Linked DNA regions of Mus musculus: all the other regions are linked to region 4. The links are chromatin contacts, called in public HiChIP or PLAC-seq and promoter capture Hi-C maps. All regions are on one chromosome and are shown on one strand. The core of a region is the stretch at or near the end of the contact, and the rest is flanking DNA. Distances in the headings are between cores, read along the strand shown. Region 1 overlaps Ppp1r21 (protein phosphatase 1, regulatory subunit 21). Region 2 holds the start of Calm2 (calmodulin 2). Region 3 holds the start of Ppp1r21 (protein phosphatase 1, regulatory subunit 21). Region 4 holds the start of Msh6 (mutS homolog 6). Region 5 has its middle 22 kb from the start of Ppp1r21.

Evidence for each region. Promoter capture Hi-C pulls out the DNA fragments that hold promoters and counts their contacts. HiChIP or PLAC-seq counts read pairs in DNA pulled down with a chosen protein or histone mark.
Region 1: a promoter capture Hi-C map of liver shows a contact between it and region 4, with 2.2 times the contacts expected there. The contact joins the enhancer-like site here to the promoter of Msh6 in region 4. A contact is called at or near these places in 6 of 39 promoter capture datasets (cranial neural crest, hippocampal neurons, liver and 2 more), 9 of 115 datasets of contacts at active chromatin or transcription factors (acute myeloid leukemia, bone marrow-derived macrophages, differentiating embryonic stem cells and 6 more) and 2 of 9 other capture datasets (liver and macrophages).
Region 2: a contact with region 4 is called in a promoter capture Hi-C map of pre-B cells, with 4 times the contacts expected there. The contact joins the promoter of Calm2 here to the promoter of Msh6 in region 4. A contact is called at or near these places in 1 of 39 promoter capture datasets (pre-B cells), 1 of 484 Hi-C or Micro-C datasets (embryonic stem cells) and 4 of 115 datasets of contacts at active chromatin or transcription factors (effector CD8 T cells, embryonic stem cells, memory CD8 T cells and 1 more).
Region 3: a contact with region 4 is called in a promoter capture Hi-C map of pre-B cells. The contact joins the promoter of Ppp1r21 here to the promoter of Msh6 in region 4. A contact is called at or near these places in 13 of 39 promoter capture datasets (the 3T3-L1 cell line, the C10 cell line, the HPC-7 cell line and 9 more), 6 of 484 Hi-C or Micro-C datasets (B cells, CD4 T cells, embryonic stem cells and 2 more), 25 of 115 datasets of contacts at active chromatin or transcription factors (the 230-238 cell line, astrocytes, bone marrow-derived macrophages and 16 more) and 3 of 9 other capture datasets (adipose tissue, liver and macrophages).
Region 5: an H3K27ac HiChIP or PLAC-seq map of embryonic stem cells shows a contact between it and region 4, with 15 times the contacts expected there. The contact joins the enhancer-like site here to the promoter of Msh6 in region 4. A contact is called at or near these places in 21 of 39 promoter capture datasets (the 3T3-L1 cell line, 3T3-L1-derived adipocytes, the C10 cell line and 13 more), 1 of 15 datasets of contacts at CTCF or cohesin (embryonic stem cells), 10 of 484 Hi-C or Micro-C datasets (B cells, CD4 T cells, CD8 T cells and 5 more), 28 of 115 datasets of contacts at active chromatin or transcription factors (the 230-238 cell line, astrocytes, bone marrow-derived macrophages and 14 more) and 4 of 9 other capture datasets (adipose tissue, embryonic stem cells, liver and 1 more).

The regions. Positions count from the first base shown.
Region 1 is chr17:88,559,821-88,565,657 of GRCm38.p6, reverse strand. Ppp1r21 (protein phosphatase 1, regulatory subunit 21) reads right to left here. Exons shown (of 22, transcript NM_028658.4): 12 at 3,413-3,549; 13 at 1-17. Among named protein-coding and RNA genes, the nearest start is that of Ppp1r21, 33 kb to the right of the region's middle. Within about 2 kb of position 1,862, at least 14 of the 459 cell types and tissues checked have an H3K27ac peak or open chromatin away from gene starts, as enhancers often do. A contact at or near this core is called in liver and pro-B cells, where this site is marked.
Region 2 is chr17:87,444,149-87,449,481 of GRCm38.p6, reverse strand. It overlaps Calm2 (calmodulin 2), which reads left to right and starts at 2,547. Exons shown (of 6, transcript NM_007589.5): 1 at 2,547-2,689. The coding sequence starts at 2,687.
Region 3 is chr17:88,526,117-88,531,859 of GRCm38.p6, reverse strand. Ppp1r21 (protein phosphatase 1, regulatory subunit 21) reads right to left here and starts at 1,736. Exons shown (of 22, transcript NM_028658.4): 1 at 1,542-1,736. The coding sequence starts at 1,598.
Region 4 is chr17:87,973,586-87,979,323 of GRCm38.p6, reverse strand. It overlaps Msh6 (mutS homolog 6), which reads right to left and starts at 4,274. Exons shown (of 10, transcript NM_010830.2): 1 at 3,919-4,274. The coding sequence starts at 4,175.
Region 5 is chr17:88,504,806-88,510,657 of GRCm38.p6, reverse strand. No RefSeq gene overlaps it. Among named protein-coding and RNA genes, the nearest start is that of Ppp1r21, 22 kb to the left of the region's middle. Within about 2 kb of position 1,382, at least 115 of the 459 cell types and tissues checked have an H3K27ac peak or open chromatin away from gene starts, as enhancers often do. A contact at or near this core is called in CD8 T cells, the HPC-7 cell line, adipose tissue and 4 more, where this site is marked.

The DNA of each region.
Region 1 (5,837 bases), core at 613-3,112, 590 kb before region 4:
TCCATCTGGCTCTGTACCTAGAAAGAAAACAGTCACAAGTCCGTGAGCATTTCGCTGGGAAGGTGACAGTGTATGCACACGTGGACACACACACATCACATTGAACTTACACACAATAAACGAAGAGGAGAAAGTCAGTAACGACGCGGAAGGAATAGCACAAGTCCGTCGTAAGTGAGCCAAGTCTCCCCGCACCAGCTCAGTGCAACAGAAATCCCTCTGCCTACAGGCACAGCCCAGCACACAGGCGTCCCTCTCCTGTTCCCGAGATACGGCTGGATGTCTCCTCTTTCTCCCAGCCACTGCCTGATGAGGTTAAGTTCTGATCAGGTCTGGCCAAGAAGTGGGGAGGGACCCCTTCCTTCACCTACTCTCCCACGTCTGAGATGAGGCTCTACCTTGACCAAGTGCTGCAGAGAACGCTGTGACCCTTGTCACCCCTGGCAAACCAAAGAGACCTGAGATACAACTGTCCCCAACACTTCAACTGTAGCTCTGAGACTGAGCTCTAGAAAAAAAAACAAAAACAAAGCAGCAAGGAAATGCTCTCCCCTGGGATAAATGAAGACGTCATCAAGCCTATGGCTCTCACTCGATGAACTGTGGTGAAAGCACCGAAGAGACTGGCCGATTCACTGAACCAGACTATAGGTAAGTTACCACAGTGAGAAGAAAGACACAGGCCTCTGGCAGCCACAAATCATGAACACTAACCTCAAAAATGCTACCAGCTCACTATATATGTTAACTCTAAAGAAGCCTGTATTGAATGCAATTGTTTTTAAGTGACACATGCTCCAAAGCCTTCAAAAAAGCCCAGAGCCACAATCAGAGGAGCTTAATCCAGGGTCTAATTAGGGAAGGAGAGGCCGCAAAGTCAATCAAAGCACCACTATCATCCTGACTGCGCATGCCCAAGGCTGAGGTCCAGGAGCAGCAGCAGGAGTAAGTCCCAGGCCCCCAAAACTACATTGCTTAAGGAAACACCATGTTCATGGATCAGAAGACCTGAGAAGCAATACTCTCAGTATGTTTCCCGGGACTACTATAACAAAGTACCTACCACAAATGAGACACGTACGCTATAGAACCCTGCAAGCTGCTGCTGCAGTTCATAAGAAGGGACCCTGAACAGCCAAAACACTGTTGAAAAAGAAGAATGTAGGAGGGTTCACACCTCCTCATCTCAAAACTTCTACAAAGCAACAGTCATCAGAACGGTGTGTGACTGCACAGGAGGCACGTAGATTCAGGAACAATACTGGAAGTCCAGGAATAAACTCACATATGTATGGTCAACTGACTTTCAGTGAGGGTGCAGGACCATTTGCCACAATGAACTATCCTCTGGACAAATGGACAGAGATGCTGCTGGGCAGCCACATGAAAAGGAGGAGTCACACCTCACCCTGCACCACACACCCAAATTAACTCAAAATGGATCAAAGACCCAAGTGTAACCATAAAAATTGTTAAGCTCTTAGAGGTAAACAAGTCCTCATAACTTTGGACTTGATAAGGGGTTTTTACATATGGGAAAAGCAGGACCCCTCCCCAACAGAAAGAAATAACAGATAAACGGATAATAGACTTTCATCACACTTAAAGATGTCTGTGTTTTAAAGCATGTTGCAGACAAAGAAAAAAACAAGCCCCTAAGTACAAGAAAATTCAGTGGATCACATATCCAACAAGGGATTTGGCTGTGGAATATATAAAGAACTGTTATAACTCAATGATAAGAAGGCAAACAACTGAACCCAACTTAAAATGAAGAAGAGATCCAAACAGATGTTTCACCAAAGAAATAAACATGCATCGGGCAAGCCAGACAGCAGGGAAAAGGAAGTCAAACCACAGCAAAGGGTCAGAAAGGGTTCAGAACACCAGGACGGCCAAGACCAAAGTCCAATAACAGCAACTGTTAGTGCGGATGAGGAAAAATTTAACTCTTGAATATTGCTGGCAGGAGGAAAATGGTCTTGGTAACTTTTCAGATAGTTCAATATAGTCAACCATCTGATCTAGCAGGTCTGCTCCTAGGTATAGGAGGGTGTCACCAGACCCAGAGAACGAAAAGATAAACCCACATATAAGCTTGTATGCTAATGTCTGTAGCATTATTGTTCGTAATAGTCAAACAATCCCAATTTTTTGATGGATGCACATTGTACTACTTGGTATTCTGCAATAAAAAGGTATGGAGAGTGGATACGTGCTCTACATTTTGCATCAGTCTCGTAAGCTTTATTACATGAAAGCTAACAAACCCACCCAATTACATATAGTGGGACCATTTGTTAATCTGGAGATGGGAATTAGAGAAGTAGCTGCTTGGCGTTAGGCAAGAAAGCTATAGCTGAAGAACAAAAGGTTCTTCAGGCGACTAAATGGTGTAAACCGGTCTGCACTGTAGGGCAAGGCATGAGCACACTGAAAGCTGCTGGGCTGGGCTTTAAGTGGGTAAACTGCAGTAGGTAACTGAGAGCACAGAAGAGACAAAAACAGGCACTTTTCCTTTTTTGGGGGGGAGGGGGGCGGGGTTGTTTTTTTTGTTTGTTTGTTTGTTTTGTTTTTTCGAGACAGGGTTTCTCTGTGTAACCCTGGCTGTTCTGGAACTCACTCTGTAGACCAGGCTGGCCTTGAACTCAGAAATCTGCCTGCCTCTGCCTGCCATGTGCTGGGATTTAAGGCGTGCACCACGCCTGGCTAAGGCACTTTCCTTATGCTGTCGCTCTTGTGCTGTAATCGTCCCTCCCTCCCTCCCTCACTCCTTCTCTCTCTTCCCCCTCCCTCTCCCTTCTCCTTTCCCTCCCTCCCCCCTCCTCCCACCCCTCCTCTCCCCCCCTCCCTTCTGCCTTTAAAGCCCAGGCTGTGAAGAAATGCAGGAAACTTAGGGTACTTGTGCCTCAGCTTCCTGGGTCCCGAGATCACAGATGTACCTCCAGGCCCAGCTAAAACCGCAGCATTCTTAAAAACATCACTGAAACTGAAGTCCTCAGTGACTGCCTGAGTATTTTTCTCTAGTTAGGCTAAAGGGAGACAATCCACAACTTTAAAAGCTGCTACCAAATGACCCTGATGCCCCTGTGGCTCCCTGTGGCTCCCTTAGTGAAGTGTTGTTACGCTCACCCTATAAACAGTCATGGCTCTCCCTTCTCCACTTAAGAAAAGAGGAGAGAGAGCGAATTCATATTTAATGCATGGTTCATGCCCAATAGTTTATCTTACCTTCATAGCACAGCACTCAACTCCACTTACCCTTTAATTCCCTACCTCTAGCTCACTGAATGCAGGGTTTTCTGCTCCCAGACCTTCTGTTCTGCCCACTCTCCCGAGCTGACCCACACCCTCTCCAGCCTCTGCGCTGCCCGGCCCTTGCAGCTGAGCCGTGGGCCGTGGTCTCACTTACTTGGCAAGGCGAGGAGAGTGACATACGTCTGCAGCTTCTCAAACACGGCTGTCATCGTCTTCATGTCCTGGGACAGCTCCAGGTTCCTGGCTCTCAGTGCAGGTGTGCAGAGGGAAGATTCACACTCTTCTTCTAAACTGGGAACGGCAGGGTTGAAAGGTGAGCATCCTTGATGACGCCCCTTTCCTTGTCTCTGTGCAGCCCTGGTGTCCTGGAGCTCGCTCTGCAGACCAGGCTGGCCTCGAACTCAGAGATCCGCCTGCCTCTGCCTCTGGATTAAAAGTGTGCACCACTATGCTTGGCTTTCTTTTTTCTTTTATAAAAAAAAATTTTTGTCTAAATGTTTAGATAGATAGATAGATAGATAGATAGATAGGTAGATAGATAGGTAGATAGATAGGTAGATAGGTAGATACACACACATACACATACACATATACAATGTTTTATTTGTCTAAGTGCTTTGCCTGCATATGTCTGTGTACCATTTGTGTGTGTGTTCACGAGGAGGCCAGAGGAGGTTTCACAGGCCCTGGACCTGGAGTTATGGGTGGTTGTGAGCTACGTACCGTGTAGAAGCTAGAACTCACAGCCAGGCGCTCGAGAAGAACAAAATGTGCTCTTATCACTGAGCCACATCTCCAGCATGAGAGTAATGTATACTTAAGTATTGAAATTATTTTTTAAAAAGTTATTTATGTGGATGCACATGCCACCGCATCAATATGGCATCACAAGGCCATCTGCAGGAGTGGGTTCTACCCTTCCACCATGTGACTCTCAACAGCCGAGCAGCACAAGTCTTTGCCTACTGAGCCACCGTCTGCACTGGATTACGGTCTTAAAATAGACATGTGTCACTCGGCTTCTCATCATGACCTCTCGCAGGACTTTAAGAGAATCAAACAGTTCCAAGAAACAAAAGCAAAACCGTCCCATTTCCCTATGGGTAAAAACGGTGTAAGACAAACAAGAGAAGGCATGGAGGGGAGCCAGGCTGCCTCTGTACAGCTAACACCAGGGGCACAACTGCGCTGTGAACCTCGGTGGAGATCACCACAGCACAGAGCTGGACGCTCCCATGTCTGCAGAGAGGGCATGGGAACACGGGGCCTGCCTTGCTTTTTTTTTTTCCTGCTCTATGTGAGTGAATTGTTGGTTCAGTAATAAACACATAGAACCTTTGCTAGGGAAAACCTTAAATTATTTATAGAAGACATTTCATTTAACTGAATCCCTAAAGAGAATTAAATAAACAAAAACCGGTATTGCTGCTACTATAGGCTCACATTTAAACGTTCCTAATTGTCGTAGTCAGGGTTTCTATTCCTGCACAAACATCATGACCAAGAAGCAAGTTGGGGAGGAAAGGGTTTATTCAGCTTACACTTCCACACCGCTGTTCATCACTGAAGGAAGTCAGGACTGGAACTCAAGTAGGTCAGGAAGCAGGAGCTGATGCAGAGGCCATGGAGGGATGTTCTTTACTGGCTTGCTTCCCCTGGCTTGCTCAGCCTGCTCTCATATAGAACCAAGACTACCAGCCCAGAGATGGTCCCACCGACAAGGGGCCTTTCCCCCTTGATCACTAATTGAGAAAATGCCTTACAGCTGGATCTCATGGAGGCACTTCCCCAACTGAAGCTCCTTTCTCTGTGATAACTTCAGCCTGTGTCAAGTTGACACACAAAACCAGCCAATACACTAATATTATCAAAAATATATTTTACCATTTTCAACTTTAAGTAGGTACTTTAACTATAAAGTTCTTTAAATGTGGATTCTTAGTAATGTTTATTTAACAGTGCATAGTCATCAAGTAAAAAGGTCCATACATAACTAGAAAACATGCAAAGCACGGTGTGTGCCGCAGTCCCACGGTCAGGGGCAGGGAGGTGAGCTTCAGGGGCAGCCTGAGCCATGCAGCCAAACTCTGTTCCCCACCCTCAAAACAAAACAAACCTAGAAAAGTTAACAAGGAGACATGATTCCATCTCCTCCCTTCCTCTCCCCTAGTCATCTGCTTTATTCAATTCTGCTCCCAAAGGGGTTATTTAGATAGACAGATAGATAGACAGACAGACAGATGATAGAGCATAAAAATACATAGCCAGAGAGAGAGAGAAAGAGAGAGCATAAAAATGATAGCCATATAAAATAACAAATACTTCCGAGACACGGTCTTCACTCTGCTGCACACTGACCTAGAGTTTATAATCCACCTGCCCGTTTCCTACGGGCAGGGACTCAGGGTGTACTCTGCCAAGCTGACTTTGCAATGCTTTTGAAACACACTCAGTCTTCTCAAAGAAGCTGCACCAGTACTGTCTATTCTGTTTTAAAGTCTTTTTTTAAAAGATTAATTTATTCACATATTTTATATATATATATATATATATAGAGAGAGAGAGAGAGAGTGCTCTGT
Region 2 (5,333 bases), core at 1,298-3,797, 530 kb after region 4:
TAGTCCTGCTTTGCCTCATTAAAGGAAAAACAGCGTAACCTTCTCAGCCAGGGCGACGAGTCTGAACCGTGGAAGAAGATGGCTTCCGTCCTACCTCCCCAATTCCATTCTAGATCATAGAAGAGAAATTGACTCATTGCATAGGATCAATGCCCTGGAAAAAGTAGGACTTAATTTTTTCAATTTGTTCAGAAACCCATAGACTATATTCAAGAATGGTGTTATGTGATGTTCTGTTTGCTTGTTTCACTGCTAACTAGCAAAACTGGGTAAAAGAGAGAGAAGCTCCGGAAAGGAAGCTATCCAGAGATAAGGCGGTATTATCTCAATTCAGAAAATGAGGAAGAAGCAGCGATGGGGAAGAACTTGCTTGTTTTTTTTCTTTCCCCCAAGATGGACAAAGGTAGAGAACTCTAAGATCTCACCGTGGGAACCAGACAGAAGAAAAAAAAAGATATTTCCAAGGCTCTGATACACAGTCTTCGCTGACTTTGCGTTTCACTGACAACTGCCAGGGTTAGGCGGAGATCTCTGTCATATTTCGGAAGACAAGTGCTCTATAAATAAATTGACTTGGAACAGTCTCAAATACACATAAACCGCAATGGCTTTAAATGTAACCCTTGACTTTTCTTTGTCTTCTTAAGAGGTCAACAAGGAAGATTATGCAAGAAAGGCGTTACCAAAACCCAACCTACGAAACCTGGAAGAGCTTTCCTATATTCTCTATTTAAAAAAAAAATATATTTCTATATACTTGTTAGCAAGCACTACCGCGTCTCTCTAGGCACGAGTCAGTGCGTACTTATCATACATTCTGCACCAATCCTCTTAAAAATTCCTTCCCTTGAAGAGGTGATTATTCATTTTGTCATTCAATTTCCCACCATTAAAAATTTCATATGTAAAATCACCGCATGCTAATGGGGTACTGTGTAAGGAGAGAATATTTTTACTGAGTCAGCGGAAAGACAAAAAAAAAAATTAGTAGGTCTTCCATCTGAAGATCTGAGGAGGAGTCACAGACAAATTTCTGAGGTATATCTTGGAAAAACTTTGAATTTACCAGAATGTAGTGCACTGGAACGGAACGGTGGCGTCAGATTCTTGGCTGGAGGTGCCCATTTTAAAGTAATATTCCCAAATAATGATATTTATCTCATTTGTGGGGTAAGGTTAATTAGCTCTCCTCCCTTTCAGTATTATCAGGGCACCACATTGGCAAGGATAATAGAAACAGAAATCTGAGGTTTGGTTTGGTTTGGTATTCCCATCGAGTGGGCATTCGTTCGAAAGGGTGTCAGCTTTGTTAGTGCTAATTAGAAGGCCGCTTAATGTCTGGTTTCCATGACTGAAAGAGGGCCCAGCTCTGGCTTCATTAAAAGATATGTTTAAAGGTGTGAGGGATGTCTAACTTAGGTAAAGGAGGTTAAAATGGACTCTCCGAGTGGGTGCATATAGCTGTTAGCACCGAAATGTTCTTGCTGAACGGGGAAACTATCCTGAAGGCAGGCTTCTTTCTGAAGTTGAGGTTTCATCTTGCCTTGCTTTTTACAAAGTGATTGCTCTCCACGGTTTGAGGGTTTGCATGGTGGTGCTTTTTCAACTGGGAAGTTCTTTCTGCCTTCGCCATCTTCCTAATTCTCTCTGGGCCGTGGCTGTTCCATCAATCTTCTCTGGGCACTGTATTTTGAGGATGGAATCCTTATTTTCCTCTCTAACCCCCATCATCCTTTTCTGGTTGTCTACTTTGGGCTTCTAATTTCAGAGGGGCTCCTTGGGGAGACCGACAGCACACACTCTCGGATACAGTGGGTTTGAGTAGCTTTCTGATAAATTACTGCTAGGAAAGAGAAGCGAAGGGTAGGCATAAACGGAAGCCCCTTTTTTGATTAGCTTGTCAGCTGAGCTGCATGGGTTCGGCACCGTGTAATGAAAAACGACCGGCCTCCCTATGCAGCAACGCTGAGAAGCTGGGCGCGCTGGGTGGGTGTTTACTGGGGGGGGGGGGTGTCCTTCAGTTTTATTTATTTTTTGTTTTGGCCCGTGTTGTTTTTGTCAGCAGCACCTCCATACGGGGCGGGAAGGTGAGTGTGTGCGTGTGTCTGTGGCAGGCAGGACGGGTGGAAGAAGGTCCTCCAGCCGAGCGCAGAGAGAGCCACGCTGCCGCCTGGCGCAGTTGCCAGGACAGCGCGGCGCGAGCAAGCAACGGCAGAAGCCGCAACCGCGTTCCGGCTGCGAGAGAAAGTGACGCATTGCAGGTACAAATCAGCCAATCAGCAGCAAGCTCAACGAGGTTCGCCTGGTCGACCGCCACCGCGGTGCTCCTCCGCGCCGCAAAGTAGCTCCTGCCAGGCGCGGTTCCCCCGGCCTTTTAACGGCTTGCCTGGGAGTGGAACCCACTTACGTCATCCGTCCCCCTGCTCCCCTTTCTCTCTTGCGTGTCTGCCCAGTGACTGCGGAGAAAGGGGGTCTCCCGGAGAGTTGGGGGGGGGGAGGGGGCGGGGGCTGGCCGGGACTCGTTCGCTAGGTTCCGTTATCTGGATGAGGCGGAGGGATCTGGCGGAGGGAGGCGGAGGGAGGTGTTTATGAGGAGCTGGGGGCGGAGGAGGAGAATTAGTCCGAGTGGAGCGAGCGAGTCGAGCGGTTGTCTGGTCGCGTCTCGGAAACCCGTAGCCCTTGCAGCATGGTGAGTGCGTAGCTGAGCGGCCGGCGCCCCGCGGGTCGGGGAAAGATGCTGAAGCGGATTGACTAAAGAGGGGACCTCCCCTCTCAGAACTGTCCTCGCCAGAGGGACGGCACCAAAAAAAAAAAAAAAAAAAAGCCAGGAGGCCCCCCGCGACACTTGTGTCGCAGGTGTCCCCCACCCCTGTCCTCTTGGGTTCCCTTTTAGATGAGTCGGGGGACCGCTGCGGGGCTTGGCCGGGGGAGGATGGATCTGGGGTGCGGGGCCGTGGGCTCGGTCGAGAGAGCAGAGCAGGAGGGGCTGCGGCCGAGGCGGCGCCAAAGGTCAGCCCCGGGGGCCGGATTCAAACCGCCAACGGCCACCGCCGAGCGAGCGCGGGCGCCAGGAAGCGCCTTTGTCCGCCCGGCCGCCATGCGCGGGGGGTGGGGTGGGGAGGAGCGCGGGGCCCCGAGGCGAGCGGGCGCCGTTAGCCCGCATCCCCGCGAGGCCGGGCCGGGCCGGGCCGGGGGCGCGCCCCGTGGGTCCAGCCCGTGCGGGGACCCCCGCCGCGGGGGTCGGGTGGGGTGAGCGCGCGGGGCCCCGAGCCGCCGCCCTACGCGGCTCGGCTCGGCTCGCGCCCCAGCTGCTGCGCTGGCACCTGCAGGACTGCGGAGGTCTGGGCGGCCCGCGGCGCTGCGGGGATGGGCGGGGGAGGGGACCCCAGCAGTCCCCCCTCCCCCTCCGCGCAGGGCTGCTGCTGCTGCTGCTTGTTCACTCCATCTGGTGCTGGCTTCCGCTACCCAGACTGGATGATTAATTTTTTTTTCTTTTTTTAAATCGTTGAAGAATACAAGCTTTTGCTGGAAGTCGGGCGCTTTCTCAAAAAAAAAAAAAATAGAGCTCGTAAAGGGAAAGCAACCGACCTCAGTTAGGGTCTCAAAGGCGTTTTTCGGCCCCCATGAGCTAGTGGAAGTAGCAATTAAGGGGCGGGTCGCTAAATTCTTGAGTGCTCAGGTGCACTCCTGTTCACCTCTACCACACGCAGAGTTCCTTGAAAACGACTTGCGTTTCAGAGTGGAAGTTGCCATCTGATCTTAGTTCTTACGGACAGTTCACCTATGCAATAATGGCCGTCAGTAACTGTACACTTAAAGAGTGTAAAAGAGAGCAGGAGATTTTAGAAAGAGCTTTGAAAAATAAGTCCCTCTTCGTGTTTTCTGTTTTAAAAAAATTAATGAGGACGATAATTTGCAATACTTATTTTACTCCCTTGCCAAATGGTTACAGCAATGGGTGTGTCCAGGAGGCAAGGTGACATCTTAAACAGTAGTTGGGAATCCCTGCCAACTGAAACCTCCAGCCTGCTTGGGTGTGGGGAGTGTTCACCTTGAGAGAGCTAGCCTTCATTTAACTTTGGTGAATTCTTTTTGATATATATTTTTTAACTAATGAATTTTAATATGCTGACTGAATTTGTTCTTTGTAAGGGGAAACACGATGTAAATTATAGGCAGTAATTGACACTCCAAGTTGTATAGTAACTTATTATTTTTTTAGTTAGCATAGGATTTAAATCTTTACTGGAAAATTAGAATTTATATCTTAACAGTGGTTCTCCCCAGTAAGTTTTATATTTAAATGTATCGTTGCTACATCGACAACTATTCTAGTAACTTCATAATATTTAAGACTTTAGATTCTGAGGACTTCGTTAAAGAGAAAAAAATTGTTCTGTTAGGTACCTATGTATATAGAACTGATTACAAAGCCCTTGGATTTGCATGCAGTCATTGTATTTTTATTGGGATGTCATGTATTGAAAGGAATGTGCTGTTGATGGCTGGGTGACACAGGATGTAAACAGTAGAAAATGTCTCGAGTGTGTCTAAGTCAGTCCATTAAGCTGAAGGTTTTTATTAGGCTCAAAGATAGGGATTTGCTTTGGCTGCATTATAACATAGAAACTTGTAGCTAAGCTAGAGTTGAGACTTTCAGTCAAGGCCCTGATTTCGATGAAGTTTTGTTCTCCCCTGGTTTCTTTTTTGCCTCAGATGCTTTTATAGGAAGGGTGCCATTCTGTCAGAATAAAGACCTCCTTTTTCCTACAGAAATAACTTCTATTGGTTTTGCTATAATTGTAGAAGAGATGATAGATGAAGCCTCGATGAACAGGATGAAGATGTGTTTGTGTTCACTGAAGCCATGGAGTCATACATTTATTCACATACGCTAGATTTTTTTAAAAAATCACTTTTCAGCCATTTGAGTGCTCGTGTAATGCATTCAGTTCAGCTGACTCTGTAATGCAGGTTAGTTTCTAAATGAAGATCAACAGTGGTAACCCAAAGTGCAGGATGTGGTTCAGTAGGTTGGGATGGAGCCTGAAAGCATACTGGAAGCCTCTGGAATGAGGGTCAGACCATCACAGCAAGCCTTGAAGAATGGAGAGAGCGAAGAACTAGTCATCTCTCTGGTGACTTGGTCTTCCCCTTAGTGTGATAAACACATGTTAATGAGCTTGTATTTTCCCAAAAGTATAATTGTGGTTCTAAGAAAATGGCACTCTCCATAGACAGAAAAAGTAGTTGAAAATACTGAGTGCCAGGAAGTCTTTGCTTTTGATTTTTAGGAGTTTTTATTCTAGAACTTATTGGTAAAGTTTATTTTA
Region 3 (5,743 bases), core at 487-2,986, 560 kb before region 4:
CAGTGACCTCTCCTCTGAGCTGCGCTGACCATCACTTGCTACACTGTATCATAATTGCAGGCCACGCTAATTTAAGGGTCTATTAAAGGTGATTGTGCAGCTTGAACTCCGGCTTTCTCAACTGAGCCTGGCACACTGCTTGCGGGGTGCACATATAACATGAGTTTGTTGAACACATTAACATACCCAAAAGAATAAAACCTTTCCATGCCTTTCATTACTTTAGGAGGTGATATAATTATTCCCGCAACACGGCCACTGCTCTGAGCCCTTCTGGAACTCTACTCACTGGCCATTTGGAACCAAACTTTCAAAGTTATTTACCCTCCAGAGATGGAAATCGGGCCCCTTACTTTATATGCATGAAACATTTTCAACCAAAAATAGTAGTGGCAAATTTGGGCACTGCCATCCTCCACCCACCCTCCTTCGTTATATGGAACTGTTCCAAACAAGGGAATCCTCCCCCAAAAGACAATGCACTATCTCAGGCGCTGAGCCACAGAAGTCTACGAGGATTTCAGACGGAACTACAAAGGGAGTGGACAAGGTGAGTGATAAGCTGAATGCCATCAAGGCTCCCATCTGATGCTGAGGACTTAAGGGTGCACGCTTAGGTGCCAGTATCATTTCTTTATATTTCACTTTACCTTCCCAAATACAAGCTTAATAAAATCATAAAGGGGGATGTCGTACACTTGGGTTTTTTTTTTTTTCAAATTAGAAAAAGGGCGAAATCTTTTCATTGCTTCTGTGAATGCCAAGATAATTGGAAATTAAACACGACTACCGAATCCTTTTCAAAGGCGTGAGATTCTGCTTTAATAACTTCATTAGAATATTCTTCAGGCAGAAAACCCTACCCAGAAACTGCACCACCCTTGTCCAAGAAAAAGGTTTCACCATTTGAAAGACTGACACTTCAGAAGGCCGGGTCCCTGTTTTGCATAATTCTGTATTTAAGGAGAACCTGCGGTGTGCACTGCCCCATTCCACGGAAGGAAGGTGCAAGAGAAAAAGACATCAGCCCCACCACCCAAGCTGTCAAAATCAGTGGCGACAACATCTGTATTCCAAAGCACCCATCCCAATGAGGCCGTTTACGCTCCCAAACTGATGTGGTGGCAAATAAGTCGTTTTAACTTTAAAAGCATCTCCTCGCGAAAAGGAGATGGTGATTTCCCCATCATCGGGCGAACTGAGAAAGCAGAGAGCATAGGGTGGTCCCTCATTCCTCCCTTCCCCTCAGGCTAGCACCAAGAGCTGTGCCTTGGATTTCTGTCATTCCATTTCTAAGCCTGCTGGTCCAGCGAGAAGGAAGACTCAAACTCCAGCTCCTTTCTGCAGAGACGCACACGGACCCAGACACCGCCCGGCCCTATCTCCATGGAGCTGCAGGTGGAGGCATCGTAATGGTGGAAGCAGGAGGTGGAGAGGAGAGGAGGAGCCCTCTGCATCCCCCCCACCATCCCAAATCGCTGCCACGGCCAGCTGAGGCCTCCGGGCCAGAAACCCCTGTCTCCCCCACCCACGATGGGTACCTTCGAGTACTCCTGAGCCAGCTTCTGGTACTTCCCCTGCAACTCTGCGGAGGCCATGGCCTCCCCCGCCCCGTCCAGGCCTGGCCGCCCGGGCTGCCGAGCCCCGCCCCCCGCCCCCAACCCCACACTTGCTCCTCCCGGGCAGGGCTCAGCCAGCTTCTGCAGCACCGCCGCCGCCGCCGCGCCTCCTCCTCCTCCACTTCCGGGTTTCCAGGCGGGAGGGAGGAGGAGCGGGACCAGAGGCGGGGCGACCACCGGGGGCGGGGCGACGTCTTGACATCACCGCCCCGCCCTCTGGTGCTCCGGTTCGCGCATGTGCGGCCCGACGGACCCGCCTGTGCGGTGCTTTTGCCCCTCCTGAGACCCTAGACGCCATGTTGGAAGAGGCGGGAAGATGGCGACCCGTTTCCGGGCGAGCCAGAATCAAGCGGGAGGAGAATGAGTGCCTACGGAATGGATGGAACACCGAAGGGAGAGACAGAGGATGCAAGGAGAAGCATTCTAAGAACATCAAGAATTCTGGCTACCCAGTCCCCTAGTCGCCATAGCAACCGCCTAGCGTCAGTCGCTTGCTTCTTGGAAGCTTGTTTTCCGCCTTCTCATTCATTATCTGGATACCCAGACTTGTGCTACACTGTAAACCGTCCAACCTAGCACATATTTATACCGTTTGCCCTTCTCCCCTTCTCAGATCAGAAAACCTTCATTGTCTTCTGTGTTTTGTCATTGACCTTTCTCTACTCAAATGCCACATGCCCGCCCCTGACCCTTATTCATCTATCAGAACATTTTAAGCCGTAAAAGAACATACAGTTTCTGAAAATTTCTACCACGCATTGAGATGTAAAGACCATTAATGTTTTGTTTTGTTTTTAAAAAAAAAACGGCTAGACTAGATATCTTGAGATACCTTATGATGAAAAACTGCTCCTTTTCATTTAAAATATTTTTGACAGTTCTGTTGAGGATTAATGTAGGTATAGCATTGAAGTATTTCTTGTTAGAATAATATGAATGAAGAAAGATATGTGTTTCTTGAGACATAATATGACAGTTGAAACTAATGAACTACATTTGTACACAAACACATACATATGAACATTATGCTAAATAAGTCAATTGCACTGGGTGCAGCTGTATAAACCTTTAATCTCAGTACTTAGAAGGCAGACAGGCAAATGGATCTCTACTGGTTTACATATTAAGTTTCAGGCCAGCCAGTGAAACTCTGTCTTTAAAAAAAAAATAGTGAATTGTAATATACTATAAATAATCTTAAAAATTATGAAGTGGAAGTAGCCAGACATGTTTAGTCATACCAGCAGTCCTAGCATTTGGGAGGCTGAGGCATGAGGAAGTCAAGTTTGAGAGCAGTCTGGACTACACACACACAGTATGTACTGTGTGTGTGTGTGTGTGTGTGTGTGTATAATCTCCATAATATGTGAAGTAACATTATTCCGATTTTTATTTTATTTAATGTATATGAGTACACTGTAGCTGTACAGATGGTTGTGAGCCTTCTTGTGGTTGTTGCAAATTGAATTTTTAGGACCTCTGCTCACTCCAGCTGGCCTGGCTCACTCAGTCCCTGCTTGCTCAGGCCCAAAGATTTATTTATTATTATATGTAAGTACACTGTAGCTGACTTCAGAAGCACCAGAAGAGGGCACCAGATCTCATTACAGATGGTTGTGAGCCACCATGTGGTTGCTGGGATTTGAACTCAGGACCTTAGGATCAGTGCTCTTACCTACTGAGCCATCTGGTTTTTTTCTTTTTCTTTTTCTTTTTTTTCTGAGACAGGGTTTCTCTGTGTAGCCCTGGCTGTCCTGGAACTCACTTTGTAGACCAGGCTGGCCTCGAACTCAGAAATCTGCCTGCTTCTGCCTCCCAAGTGCTGGGATCAAAGGCGTGTGCCACCACTGCCCGGCCCAACATTATTCTTAAACACATGAATATGTAGTAAAAACACAGAGACAACTAGAACACTGGTTGTTCGGTGCCTCTAGCAGAAAAAGAAGGAAATGAAACAGGACAGAGGAGCATCAACTTGATTTCTCTAGGTTTTTTAAAGTAAATATTATTACCTTTATTATGGAGGAAACGCATCTAGGAAGGCTAAGTCAGCCCTGTGGATTATTTAGAGGTATAATTAAAGTGAAAGCTGTGCTAGCTAGCTTCTCTTTTATCTGGGAGCAATCCAGGAGTTGTTCAGCAAAGAGCTCAGCCTGTATCGTTTCCTGTACAAACTAAAACTGTACACTTTACACTTGCTAATAAATAAGTACTGCCATCCAAACTTCCAGAATAACCGTTCCTGAGAGGAGTGTTAGTTCCCTGTAGCACCACCAAGTGGCAGAATTAAATGGTGTAATCCATTTCCATGGTTTGAATAGGAATGGAAATTTTTTTTATTGTTTTAAAAATGTCATTCCAGAAAATAACATTCCAAAGAAAAACATACAACTTTAGCAAGAGAGTCTGTATGAATTCATATTACTGAATTTAGAAATTTATTTTGACTGGCTGGCTGTTTGATCAGACACATTGTTTTAAAACCCTAGTTGGTAAATAAGAGTAAATTAAAATTAAGATTCTCATTCTCAACTAGTATTAAAAAGGCCAGCCACAAAGGGGAAGAAGGTAATAGCAGCATACAAACCCTACAGCAGGCTCTTGTCCAAATCTGTAAAGAACTCCCAAATATCAATTTTTTTAAAAAGGCCATATCTACATGTTTTACTATTTCAAAGGGTGACTGAGGCATGGGAAAAAGTTAATTGGCAGGTGGGCTTTAATAACCCATAGTTTTGGTGGGGGGGGGAACTCTAGATTATTGAGATTGAAATATTGTGAGGATTGAATTTAAATATTCTGACTGGCAAGATGGCTCAGACAGCGCCTGCCATAGAGACTGACGACTGATTTCAGTCCCAGGATACACATGGTAGGAGATAGCTGACTCCTGCAAGGTGACCTTGGACTTCTGCACATAAGCTATGGCACACACATGCACACATACACACACACACACACACACACACACTAAAATCTTAAATAGGCAAAATTCAATACCATCCTGTCAATTGTTGGTTATCAAACCTAATGAGGGCACAGATCTCTAGAAATTCATAGAAATGGAACAAAAGCTGGTTGTTGCTGACTCTGACATGCTGTGTTCAAGGTCAGTATTCATTATCTGCAAAATGAATCTGCAAATTTGCATAAAATGTGTGTGTAACTCAAATACAACACTCACTAGAGCATCTGCAAGCAGGCAGAGTAGCAAAGATCTGACTGACCCAAAGCCTATATTCCCAACTGACATCCCGCAAGATGATACTAAGTGAATGCTTTGCATTATTTTGTTGAAAAGTTTGCTATTTCAAATGGCCCCAAGCACAATGATGAAGCCTGTTCTAGCCCTAGACAATGTTCCTTAAGGCAAAAAGGGCTAGTTTTAGCTTTATGAAGATCAACGTGTATGACAAAAGTTGTGAGGCTTTAGTCCAGGATGTTAAGTGAATATGGTGAGCACTTTGGAGGCTAAAACAGGAGAATCTCTGTGAGTTTGAGGCCAACCTGGTTTACTTACTGAGTTCTAGGACAGCCTCAACTACATAGAGAGACCTTGCCTCAAAGAAAGAAAGAAAGAAAGAAAGAAAGGAGGGAGGGAGGGAGGGAGGGAGGGAGGGAGGGAGGGAGGGAGGGAGGGGAGGGGAGGGGGGGAAGCAGAGAGCTGTTGACCACTGGTTTAAAATTAATGAAGCAAAAAATATCTATCAAATAACATGCCTTTAACCAAAGTACACTTAAAATATGGTTATGTATGGAAAGGTTCAGGAAAATGTAACCAGATGCTATCAAGAACCTCTGAATTTTCCCCAGGAATAATGCTATTTGTACGTTAATGCTTGCAGCAACGTATGACATATTAACGATGTGAATGTACTGATTCAACTGAGTGTAGATTGAGAACACTGGAGAACATCTATTGATTAAGTAGACAAGCAATTATGCCATCGGTTTACAGAAAATATGAGAAACACTGTGAGCCTCTAGCCGAATGTTATTTCATGGCGGAGAAGAATCCACCTGTGTTGTCTTAGTTGTGGGAAGGCTCCTGTGTTTGCCTGTGTTTGAAAAGCAAAGTCTTCATTCAGACTTCACAGCACTTCTCGAGCCCGCCAAAGTAGGCA
Region 4 (5,738 bases), core at 3,025-5,524:
TAGTTTTGTTAGCAAGTGCCTAACACTTGAGTACACATGCCTATGAAAATTTTTTTCAAAGGCTCATTTTTCCCAAAACTTGATTCAGTTCTTGTGGGGAAACCATGTTTAGACAACTGTGATATGAGCATGTCTAGAAGGGCCAGCTCCCAACCTCAGGCCCTATAGTGGCAAGCACAACAGTTTATGACCATCCCCTCAGGCTCACTTCATGCTCACCACTAAGACACTGCCCCTGCACAATTCAGTTATTTCCTAACCTGACCTGGTCCAGCAAGTTGTTCTTTACTGACACATTCCTGAGGACAAACCAGGGGATGAAAAAGTAAAGATATGCGAGCTGGGGGCAGCAGATCTTTCTGTACTATACCTAAGCCAAGCACGATTATTGTTCAGCATCTAACAGACAACCTGGAAGGGGAAAACTGGACAAAGGCAACAGGAAACTAATCAGGCAATGTTGTACAAAGTGAGCACAGGGTATCTCCACCGCTGTGGGACTGAATACCGTAGCCCTTAGCCACTGGCCTCTGGTAGGAGGTAGGGTGTTTCCAGGATCCTGAAACTTCCCAAAGCCCGGTCCCTAAGCTATTACTGGCCTTGCCAAACACCAGTTTTTAGATGAGAAGCCTAGTAAGTTCCTTCTCCATACATCAGGGCCTCAGGGAAAGACCTAGTCCTTAACACTAATAGGGTCAAGGGTCGACTAGAGGCTGACCTTCAATCTTACCAGACCTTCCTCTCACCTAAGAGATGTATCCACTGGGAAGACAAGTTCTCTACATCCTCTTTTGTTTTGGTTTGTTTGAGGTTTGTTTGTTTGTTTTTTAAGAGACAGAGTTTCTCTGTGGTCCTGGTTATCCTGGAACTCACAAGGATGGCATCAAACAAGAGATGCTTGCCTCAGCCTTCCAGTGCTGGGATTAAAGGCAAGTGCCACCAACAAAGTTTTCTAAATCTTTAAGAGTGAAGAGAACACAAACTTTCTAAGCATCCTTTTATTTATGCTGGTAAATGTCAATAGAAATATTTCCCCACGTGGAGGAATTTTCAGGGTTTCACCTCTGTCTGTATCAGCCAAGACAGACTTTCCTGCCGCAGGGAAAATGGGGTCACGGCTGGCTGGTGTTGTCCAAGAGTGGTACAATAAAGCAGACATTTGATACATGCATGTTTCAGGCTCCTTTATACTTCTTCCTCAGTGTGTGCTCGTGTGCGGGTACACGCAGGTACAGAAGTGCTGTGGCTGGCAGGCATGCGTGTGCAGGTACAGAAGTGCTGTGGCAGACATGCGTGTGCATGTAGAGACAGAGGCTTCACACTCACGTTAGCAGGCTTGGCAGCAGCCACTCTACCTAATAAGCCATCTTGCCAGTCTCAGATTTTTCACACAATACTAAAAGCTTAGCTTTGTGTGTATGCAAGTGTGCAAATTATATATACACAAGGATATGGGGACCAGAGGTCAACCTCAGGTGTCATTCCTTGGTTACTAGCCACCTTTTTTGTCTTGAGACATAATCTCTCACTGGCCTAGAACTTGCCAAATAGAGATCTGCCTCCCCAGTGCCAAGGATATCTGCCACTATTTCCAGCTTATTTTCTAGGTGGCTTCCTTCTGTGCATTTAACTAAAACTCTCATCCTTGTAATCCATCCAATCTCCCCAGCCCTACAAACACTGATGATGCACAGCCTCGATTCCAGCACTTAGAAGACACGGGCAGGGCTGGAGAGACGGTTCAGCAGTTAATTCTACTCTTCCAGAGGTCTAGAGTTCAATTCCCAGTAACCACATGGTGGCTCACAACCATCTGTAATGGACCTGGATGCCCTCTTCTGGTAGTGTGTCTGAATAGAGCAATGGTGTTAAAAATAGATTTATAAATCCAAAAAAAAAAAAAAAAGACAAGGATAGATTTCTGTGAGTTCATAGCCAGCCTGAGATACATATAGACTCGGTTTAAGAATGAAAGAAGCAAGGCATGGCTGAGCACATCTTTAATCCCAGCACTTGGAAGGCAGAGGCAGGCGGATTTCTGAGTTCGAGGTCAGCCTGGTCTACAAAGTGAGTACCAGGACAGCCAGGGCTGCACAGAGAAACCGTCTTGAAAAACAACAACAACAAAAAAAAAAAAAAAAGAAAGAAAGAAAAAAAAAAGGAAGGAGAAAGGATTAAGAAGCCAGAGTGATGACTCAGCAAGTTTTAGTACCTGGGTAAAAGTGCCTCTCACAAATTGTACTGAACTCCATACACACCCTGTGCCATTTACACATCTCCCATACCCATCTCCTATACCCCCCATAAATAGTGTAATTATTTTTTAAGAAGAGTTAAGGCGGGGCTGGAAAGATGGCTCAGCAGTTAAGAGCACTAACTGCTCTTCCAGAGGTCCTGGGTTCAATTCCCAGCAACCACATGGTGGCTCACAACCATCTGTAGTGGGGATCTGATACCCTCTTCTGATGTGTTTGAAGACCGCAACAGTGTACTCACACACATGAAAGAAAGAAAGAAAGAAAGATAGAAAGAAAGAAAGAAAGAAAGAAAGAAAGAAAGAAAGAAAGAAAGAAAATAAATAAGTCGGGGTATCCAGGCGTGGTGGCGCACACCTTTAATCCCAGTACTTGGGAACCAGAGACAGGTGATCTACAGAGTGCATTCCAGGACATCCAGGGCTACAAAACCCTGTCTAAAAAAAAATACCAGTGAAGATATGGCCTAGGCGATAACGCAAAGGATGGCCTGAGTTTTATCCACAGGACGGTTGGTGGAAGAACCAACTCTTAAGTTGTCCTCTGATTTCCACAACCTACTATAGCATGCATACACACATATACACACTAACAGGTAATTTTAAAAAATATAGAAATAATGGGGCTGGAGAGCTGCTCAGCAGTTAAGAGCACTGGCATTCTTCCATAGGAACCAGGTTTGATTCCCTGCACCCACCCAGTAGCTCACAATATCTCTAACTACAGAGGCTGAGGTCCTCCTCTGGCCTCTCTCAGGCAGCGTGCATGCACATGGGCACACATACATACACGGAGGCAAAATACACCTCTGTGTTTACCTGTGTCTGAACTGTGTCCTTTATAGCCAAAGGGAAGGAAAGAAATTAGAGATCCAAAATCATTTTCTCTGCCCCAGGAGCATACGCCAGCTCTTCCTGGTGCCCAAGCTGAAACTCCAGAGTACTGGACTCCAGAAAGAACTCTTTACATTTTAAATAAGTCGCTGCACACTTCTTAATCCCAGCAGAGGCAGGTGGATGTCTGAGTTCCAGGACAGCCAGGGCTACACAGAGAAACTCTGTCTCGAAAAAAAATGAAAATAAATAGATAAAATAAATGTCTCTAGTCGTTCCTACAAACGACAGCCAAATTTACAAAGTGCGAGTACAACTCCAGGCAAGTTTCCCCCAGTAAACCTTCTTGCCCAGGGCTTGCCCAATACTCCGAAGACCCACTAACTGCGAAAAATCTCCCGCACTCTTCCCTCCTGTGAAAAGGTGGGTTAAAAAAAACTGTCGTCCCAAGCCGGAGCGCCGCTTTCACTATCTACAAACTTCCACCTGCAACCCGAGTTTCCTCCCACCGTAGGCTCGCCACCCGGAGGAGCTCCCTGCCCGATCCGATCCGCCCCGCCCCCTCAGGCCGCGGATCGCAGCAGGACACCCACCGTTCCCGCTCCGGCCACTTTGGGGGAGGGTGTCTCCGTCCCCGAGCCTCCCGAGCCTCCCCACCCCCACAGTGGGAGTGCGCTCGCTTGCTCGCAGCGTCCCCCGAGAGTCCCGGGCACCGGCCCCGCTTCTCCCGGGCCGGCAGGCCGCCCCTCCTCCCGCCGCCTGGCACGGAGCAGCCTCCCCCTCCTTCCGGGAGACCCGCGCGCCGCCGCAGCCCCGACCGAGCCGGCTACCTGGGAGGCACGGCCTGCGCGGAGGAGGAGGCCCTCCGCAGCCCTCCGTTGAGATCCTTTGCCTCCGGCGACGAGGCGGATACCGCCGCGGACCGGGACCCGGGTTCAGCCTCGCTCCAGGCCGCATCCCCGCCGCGGGAAGCGGAGGCTCCAGAGGCAGCGGCACCTTGGCGTGAGGCCTCGGCCGCGGCCTTCTTGGTGTCGCCGAGTGCCGGGGACTTGGGGAAGAAGCTGTACAAGGTGCTTTGTCGGGACATGATGAAGGCTGACGGGCAGACCGGGCCACGGCTCCGAGCGCCTACAAGGATCGCATCCACCGCGCGGCCGCCGCTGGCGGGAAAGTCGGGAGGAGGCGCGTCCTACCCGAGCATCCGTAGCCCAGCGGCCAATCCGAAGGCGTGTCGGCCTGCGCGGTGGGCGGGGCCCCGCCCGCGACGTGCCCTGGCGTAGATGGGCGGGGCGGGGCGGGCCCAGCCCCCAAGCTCGGGTTGGCGGGCCTTGAGACTGAGCCTTTGCAAAGCAGTGGAGCTCGCGGTGGCTACCCGGGCAAGTATGCACCAAGAAGACGGAAGTGGCTTGCGCGGTTGCTGGAACGGCGGGGTGCACCCTGCGAGAAGCCGCGTCGAGCTCGCTGCGGAAACACCTGGCCCTGCGGGCGGTCCTGCGGTTGGACTGAAAGGAGCTGAGAAATTGGTTGTTGCTGTCTGCCACGTACGGTGCGTTCGCAGAGCATTGTACAGAGCGGCACTTGTGAATGCCAAGTGCAAGAACAGCTATCCACAAAACCAGCTACCCACAAAACTTTCCTTGGCCCGTCACTGCCTCAACTAGTTTACGCCTTACTATATGAGATGGGCAGTTAAGGTCCAGTCTTATCTGAGCCCTTTAGCATAAGTGTGCAGAATTTTTTATATTTTAGAAACTGAGATTGCTAAGGTAATGTTGAGCGTCAACGCTTGGGCCCTAGCAACCCTAACGAGCTAAACTCCCACTCATCCTCAGTAGTCGAATAATAGAGAAAATAGCAAAAAAACAGATTTTTTTTTCAAAGGGCCACATTAGGAAGATAAAGTTCAGCCCCCCCCCCCCGGAAGTTCATCTTTGGGGGTACTGACGTGAAGTTTTGGTTTAAACCGGGCGACGGGAACCAGAATGGTCTTGTAAGAGGTGGTCTGACCCACCATAATCTCTGCTCCAGACTGTCCTACATGGGGATTCAACGAGCTTCAGATACTTGAGAAATCTCTTTCCAGAAACCAAGTTCTTCCTCTACACTAACTCGAAGCTTTGTCTTACCCCTTCCCACCAAAAAATTCCTGGAGAAATTCCAATTCTTTGGAGTCCATTATTTCAATTGCCTGATAGCCAAAGGGAGCCAAGTGTTTCTCCTCAGAATGTCTTCCTGCCAGGTTGATTACAGGGCGTTTTCGAAAATTGGAGCTCCTATTCAAATTCAAGAAATTGGAGCTGAGCGCGAAGGTGTGTGCCTTTAACCCCATTGTTCCAGGCAGAAGCAGGTGGATCTCTGAGGTCAAGGACAACCCTGGCTACAGTTACAAGACTTGCCAGGGTTTGTTACACGGAGAAACCCTGTCACAAAAAAAAAAAAAAAAAAAAAAAACCAAAACAAAAAAAACAACTAAATCAAGAAGGAGAGAGAGAGAAATTGGGAGACTTAATTCAGCTCTAAGTAAGAATGGACTTAGCTCTGGCTAGCAATACCTTCACTTTGGTAAAAGGGTAAAAAGATTTGCTTTGTTGGACAAAACCAGCTCAGCCTGTAAAGGTGCTTTGGAGTCCAGCTAGAGACCTGAATTCTA
Region 5 (5,852 bases), core at 133-2,632, 530 kb before region 4:
TCTGACTCTCACTAAACTCTAAGGGACATAACGACTTGTTTGCTTTTTTGATACACACTCATTTGCCCAGCTAGCCTGGATCTCTAAGAAAATCTAAGGGTGACTTATAACTCCGGCCTCCCTGAGTGCTGGGATCATTATGCCAGGCAAGCACTGAACCCCCATAAAGCCATTTGAAAATTAAAAATATCCTCCACGTCTGTCATTTTCTCCCCTGAGACTGTGCAAACAGACCCCAAGGATCGCAGCGCTGGGATGTAAGAAAGTATTTGAGAACAAGAAACCTTCTGAAAGCCCCTCATCACTGAGGCACTGCCTCTGTGTACAAAACAGGCCTGGGGAGCAAGGGAGAGGAAGGCTTCGCAAAGACAGGAATGACAGCTGATGAGAGAGATTGGGAGGAGCACGACAAAGGATACTTTTTTTTTTTTCCCCTTTCTGGTGCTTTCTGTAGTCACGCCTTCAATCCCAGCACTGGGGAGGCAGAGACAGGTGGCTCTCTGTGAGTTCCAAGACAGCCTTGTTTACTTAGGGGGTGGGTTCTAGGTTAGCCCTATCCAGAAAGAGAGGAGAGAGAGGGAGGGAAGGAGAGAGAGAGAGAGAGAGAGAGAGAGAGAGAGAGAGAGAGAGAGAGAGAGAGAATATACCTGTCATGTTCAAAGCTGAGACTACAGAAGACCACCATCTTTTGTCCCACATTCTCCAAATCTCCTGATCCCTGCCCACTCCGGGCCATCCAAACGGTGCTATCACGAGGACTGTGATAATTAAATTCTGGCTGTCGGGCTGACGAGATGGCTCAGTGGGTAAGAGTACCCGACTGCTCTTCCAAAAGGTCTGGAGTTCAAATCCCAGCAACCACATGGTGGCTCACAACCATCCATAACGAAATCTGACGCCCTCTTCTGGGGTGTCTGAAGACAGCTACAGTGTACTTACATATAATAAATAAATAAATCTTTAAAAAATATATAATATAAAAAAAATTCTGGCTGTCATGTGCACTGGGCACTGAGGTAGGTACTGAAGAATTCATATACAGCCACAGTCGGGGCTGGGTAGTGAGTGAGACGCTCCCGTGGTGGAGAGAAGTGTAGAGCTTGGCAAGATTACAAAGGAGATGGGAACTGATCTGGTCCCCCAGTCAGTGGGTACATGAGTGGCTTACCGAGGGACACTGGGTTGAGCTATGGGACACAGCTGTACAGAGGACAGTCAAATACTTGACCTCCTGGAGGGGCATTCTAGTGATGCATGCTACACTAAGTCAGAATTTTGTTGGCAGTAGAAAGGGGAAGAGGTCAGGGGAGTTGGAGAGGGAGAAGTGACTCTTGAATGGTGACTCACAGATGAGAGGTGTAGGCGCCTGGGGGCGGGGCCCTGGGCATTGGGAGCAGAGGGTGTGCAGCACATTTGGGGAACAGCAAAGGGAGGGACTGGCGTGGCACAGGCAAGGAAGAGAGAGAAGCAGAAGGCATGGGCAGGCTTTCTGAACTGTTCCAAAGGGGGTAACTGTGGGAGTGGCCAGCTACTGGGAAACGCGGCTCTAAAAGAGAAATCAAAGCACTAGCTTGCAGCTTTGCTGATTCCACCAGGCACCGGTGTATGTAAAGGTGTAAAGTCTGAGCAGAGATCTAGGAGCGATCAGCTCCCAGCTTCAGCCGCTCAGGACGGCTAATGCTGACAGTGTCTGACTCCTGATACAGGGTCACACTTGCTGCAGTGCTGAGGGCAGAGCCTGCGGGGACTAAAGGAGACAGTAGGGTAGAAGCCCGGCTCCAGGGAAGTCTGGTAGTGGGGGAATAAGACAGTCTCAGAGGTGAGCGGTAGAGGAGGCCCCGAGGAGCTAGCAGGTTCTGGGCATGACTGAATACACCTGGATTTCTTGGCAGACTGATGGTGGAGTACAGAGGAGAACGATTCAGGGAGGCGCCAAGGTTAAAGGAAAGTTTTGGGGAGAGTACGAAGCTCTAGGAAGAAGAGAACACTGTGGAAAGTGGTGCTTGTAAGCTTGTAACCTATTGTGGAACAGGAAACAAAGAGATGCAGGTACCAAGGCAGCATTGGACAAACCAACAGACAGAACTAGACACAGGGCTCTGCGATAGGTGTGCTGCAGAGAGCGCTCAGGACTTGGGCCTGGGTCACAGAGATTCGTTAGTATAGGACTCTGAGCGAGAGCGCATGTACGCACTCGCATGAGAGAGAGAGAGAGAGAGAGAGAGAGAGAGAGAGAGAGATGTCTTTGAGGGCATGCCTGTTTCTGGAAGTATAAACTTTGTGGTGACTTCATTTATTACATGCTAGCTAGACGCCAAAAAAAAAGTTGCTGTTTTTATAGAGATCCCACAACATCCCTGTGAAAATTTTTGATAATATTTTTACACCTTATTTGCTTGCAAAATAAATTTTACAAATTCCCTTTCATTTTTAGCTTTTATGAGATTACAGTTCCGGTTATTTAGACTGAGCTATATACAATAAATGAGCTTTAAAAATGGAAATATAAACATCTATCTGCAGTTAAGTATTTGTGATGGATGACAATGTTCCTAGAACGACAGATGTAAGTCAAACGGTTTGGTTAACAGAAAAAATGATCGTTTGAGCATGATAAAGGAGATTTGGGCTGAGAGCAACATAATAGCAATAATAGCACTGAAAGTTACAAACACACTTTCTGCATGCTTCCACAATTTGTTCTTAAAAAAAAAAAAAAATCAGCCGGGCGTGTTGGTGCACGCCTTTAATCCCAGCACTCGGGAGGCAGAGGCAGGCAGATTTCTGAGTTTGAGGCCAACCTGGTCTACAGAGTGAGTTCCAGGACAGCCAGGGCTACATAGAGAAACCCTGTCTCGAAAAACCAATAAGTAAATAAATAAATAAAATAAAAATAAAAAAAGAAAATCATTTACAAAATGCCTCCATTGCTAAACAGGAAAGCAAAGGCTGGCCCGCAGTCAAATGGCTCCATCTCTTGCCTTTGTCCATCTACCACGCTGGGAAAGACTTACAGGAAGCCCGCCCCAGACCCAAGGCCAGGCAGGCAGGGCTCCTGGCAGGCCAGGAGGAAATCCTCTGCGAGCAGCTCCATCTGGCCACTGATGGTACACTTCTGTCATCCTGGCACTTGAGACACGGAGGCAAGACGATCAGGCGCTCCAGACCAGCTGGAGATATACAGGAAGATCTTGTCTCAAAAAACAGAAATGGGTCTCTGAGATGGCTGCGGGCAGGGTGGCCCTCGATGCCAAGCCTGGCCACCTTGGTTCGATCTCTGGGAGCCACATGGCAACAGGACAGAATCAAGTCCTATGTGTTGTCCTCTGTGGGAGCACAGCACTAAAGTGTTTGCACACACAGATTTCCCCAGAGAATCCAAGAATGTTAAGCACACAGCAGTCTTTCCAATGGGAAAGTGAGAATTGGAAGTGATCAATAGTCTTGTGATCCTCGTTATCTGTTGGGCCAGGCTATATCAACCAGGACTGCAATATCTAATTGTCTAAATGACCCTTGTAGCCAGAGGCTCCACCAAGTTCTTAATCCAGGACCAGACGTGGTTAATAGCCCAAATGGCCTCTATGCTATCTGTATGACTGAGTCCAGGCCAAAGCATATCTCAAGAAATCACCTTCTTGGAAGAAATGGTATGTGCCCTGAGTCGCGTTTTCATGTAATTATGTCTATTTGGGTGCACCAGGGATTGTATTATACCAGGAAACTTTTCCCCACCAAATTATACTGGGCTTAAATATGTTGGGAATAAACCACCCGATAGCAGACTTGGCTAACAAAGCTGAACGGAATTTCATTCTCTTCTCTTCTCCCTTTGCTTCTCTGCCTGACCCCTGCAGAGACACACACCCCCGCCGCCGCCGCCGCCCCCCCCCCCATCTGACTGCCACACACGTGCTATAGAATGCACGGGACACATACACAGGAATGTGGGGAGGTAAATAAATTTTAATTTAAAACTTTAAAAAATTAATAAGCAAGATGGTGGTGTACACACCTTTAACCCCAGCACTCAGGAGGCAGAGGCAGGTAGATCTCTGAGGCCAGCCTGGTCTACAGATCAAGTTCCAGGAGAGCGAGGGCTACATAGAGAAACCTTGTCTCCAAAAATCAAACCAAACCAAAAAAATACAACAAAAACAAGAAATGTCAAAACAAAACAAGAAACAAGTTGAAGCTAGAAGTGACTGAAGCTGAAGGCTCACAGAGGAGCTGCTGGGCTCGGGGTAGCACAGTTTTTGCCTACTAAGCAGAAGACCCCGGGTTTGTTCTCAACACCAGAGCAAAATAAGAAAGAAAAAAAAAAAAATGAGCTATGGCTCCGCAGGACGCATGTGCGCCTGCCTCCTGCGCATGTTTGTAGCAGGCACACTGAGCACGCAGGGGAGCGGCCATCGCGGCCCTTCACTTCCTTTCTGCTCTTGAACACAGTTCATACCGAAGGGTTTTCCAGGAATAAAGGTTTCAAAAAGAAGCTGGAACTGTGCCTCTGTCAGTCACAGGGCTGGACATCGGGCGCACATCCTTGGCCTCGGAAAGGGACATCTCTGCTGCCGCTGCTGCTATATTTCTGTTGCCCCAGCAATGGTCAGCTCCACTGTCAGGACAAAGCGCAGGGGGCTTTCTGGCCACGTGTCCCAACCTGAGCAGAAAGTAGTAGTGATTTACTGAAGAAGAGGAAGGCTCATGGAGCCTGTTTGTTTGTTTGACTCTCCTCTTCTAGGTTCAGAAACCGTCTGTAGATACAGACCCTGGCATGTGTGTCACTGTGTAGACATGCAAGCACCATTTGTGGATCTCATGGAAGAGTATGGCAAGATTTTAACATGTTTGGGGATTTTTAACGAAGCAGACACCAAGAGGTTAACTGGTGTGCACGAGGCAGGGAAGCCTCTTCAGCCCAGAGTCTGCCCCTGTGGCTTCTGGCCATTGTTTGCCCAGCCATCACCCGGTTGGTTCTGGTGCTGAGGTTCCTGAAGGGAACACGACCCTGGGCTTACAGCACTTGCTGGCCCCATGCTGTGCTGGGAGACACTGCCCCTTTGTGCTGCCCTCCTTGGCACAAGAGGATATCAGGTGGTCTCCCTTCTTCCTGCTCTACTTCGCCAAATCCATCTGAACACATTTCCTGTGCACGGAGCCAGCTCACCAATTATCTGCTCCAATTAAGGACCTCGAGCATGCCTTTAACTCAGCAGTTGCAGCGGGCTGACCGTGGCAAAAGGCAAGGCTGATAATTCTGGCTTGCAGGTCTTCCAATGGCCCTGGGCATGCTGCTCTCCCTGCCTTCTCTGTAGCAAGCAGGGCTTCGAGCATCATAAAGGCCTACGCTTCCCCTACCTAACCCCAGCGCAACTGTGACCCTGAACTGACAAGCACCTACCCGTGTGCTCCCTCTCTCACTGTTCTTCTCTGGAGAGATCAAAAGACAAATGGGGGTGGGGGGAGGCCATTTCTAATCCAGCAAATGCCTCTCGTGTATGCTACCCTGTGAGATAGGATGAAAGATTTGGGCATTTGTCCTAAATGGATAACTCCAAAGAGATTAATATAAGTGTGCTATATGGGAACCAGTTAACACTGCCAATGTAGACATTACTTTGTGGGTGGGGAATAAATCCTAATTAAGATTCAAAAAGCAAAATCCAAGAGTTCTTTGGTTTATATGAAAGTCAAATTCCCAGAAAATTACATGTCTGTTACCACACAAAAAAGTATTGTGCTTATGCATATATAAAATGTTTATAGGGTATATTCATAAATATATGTCACATATGTATATGTTAGAGTCAAAGCACAGTTAATTATAAACATTTTGCTGTCACTGTTGTGTT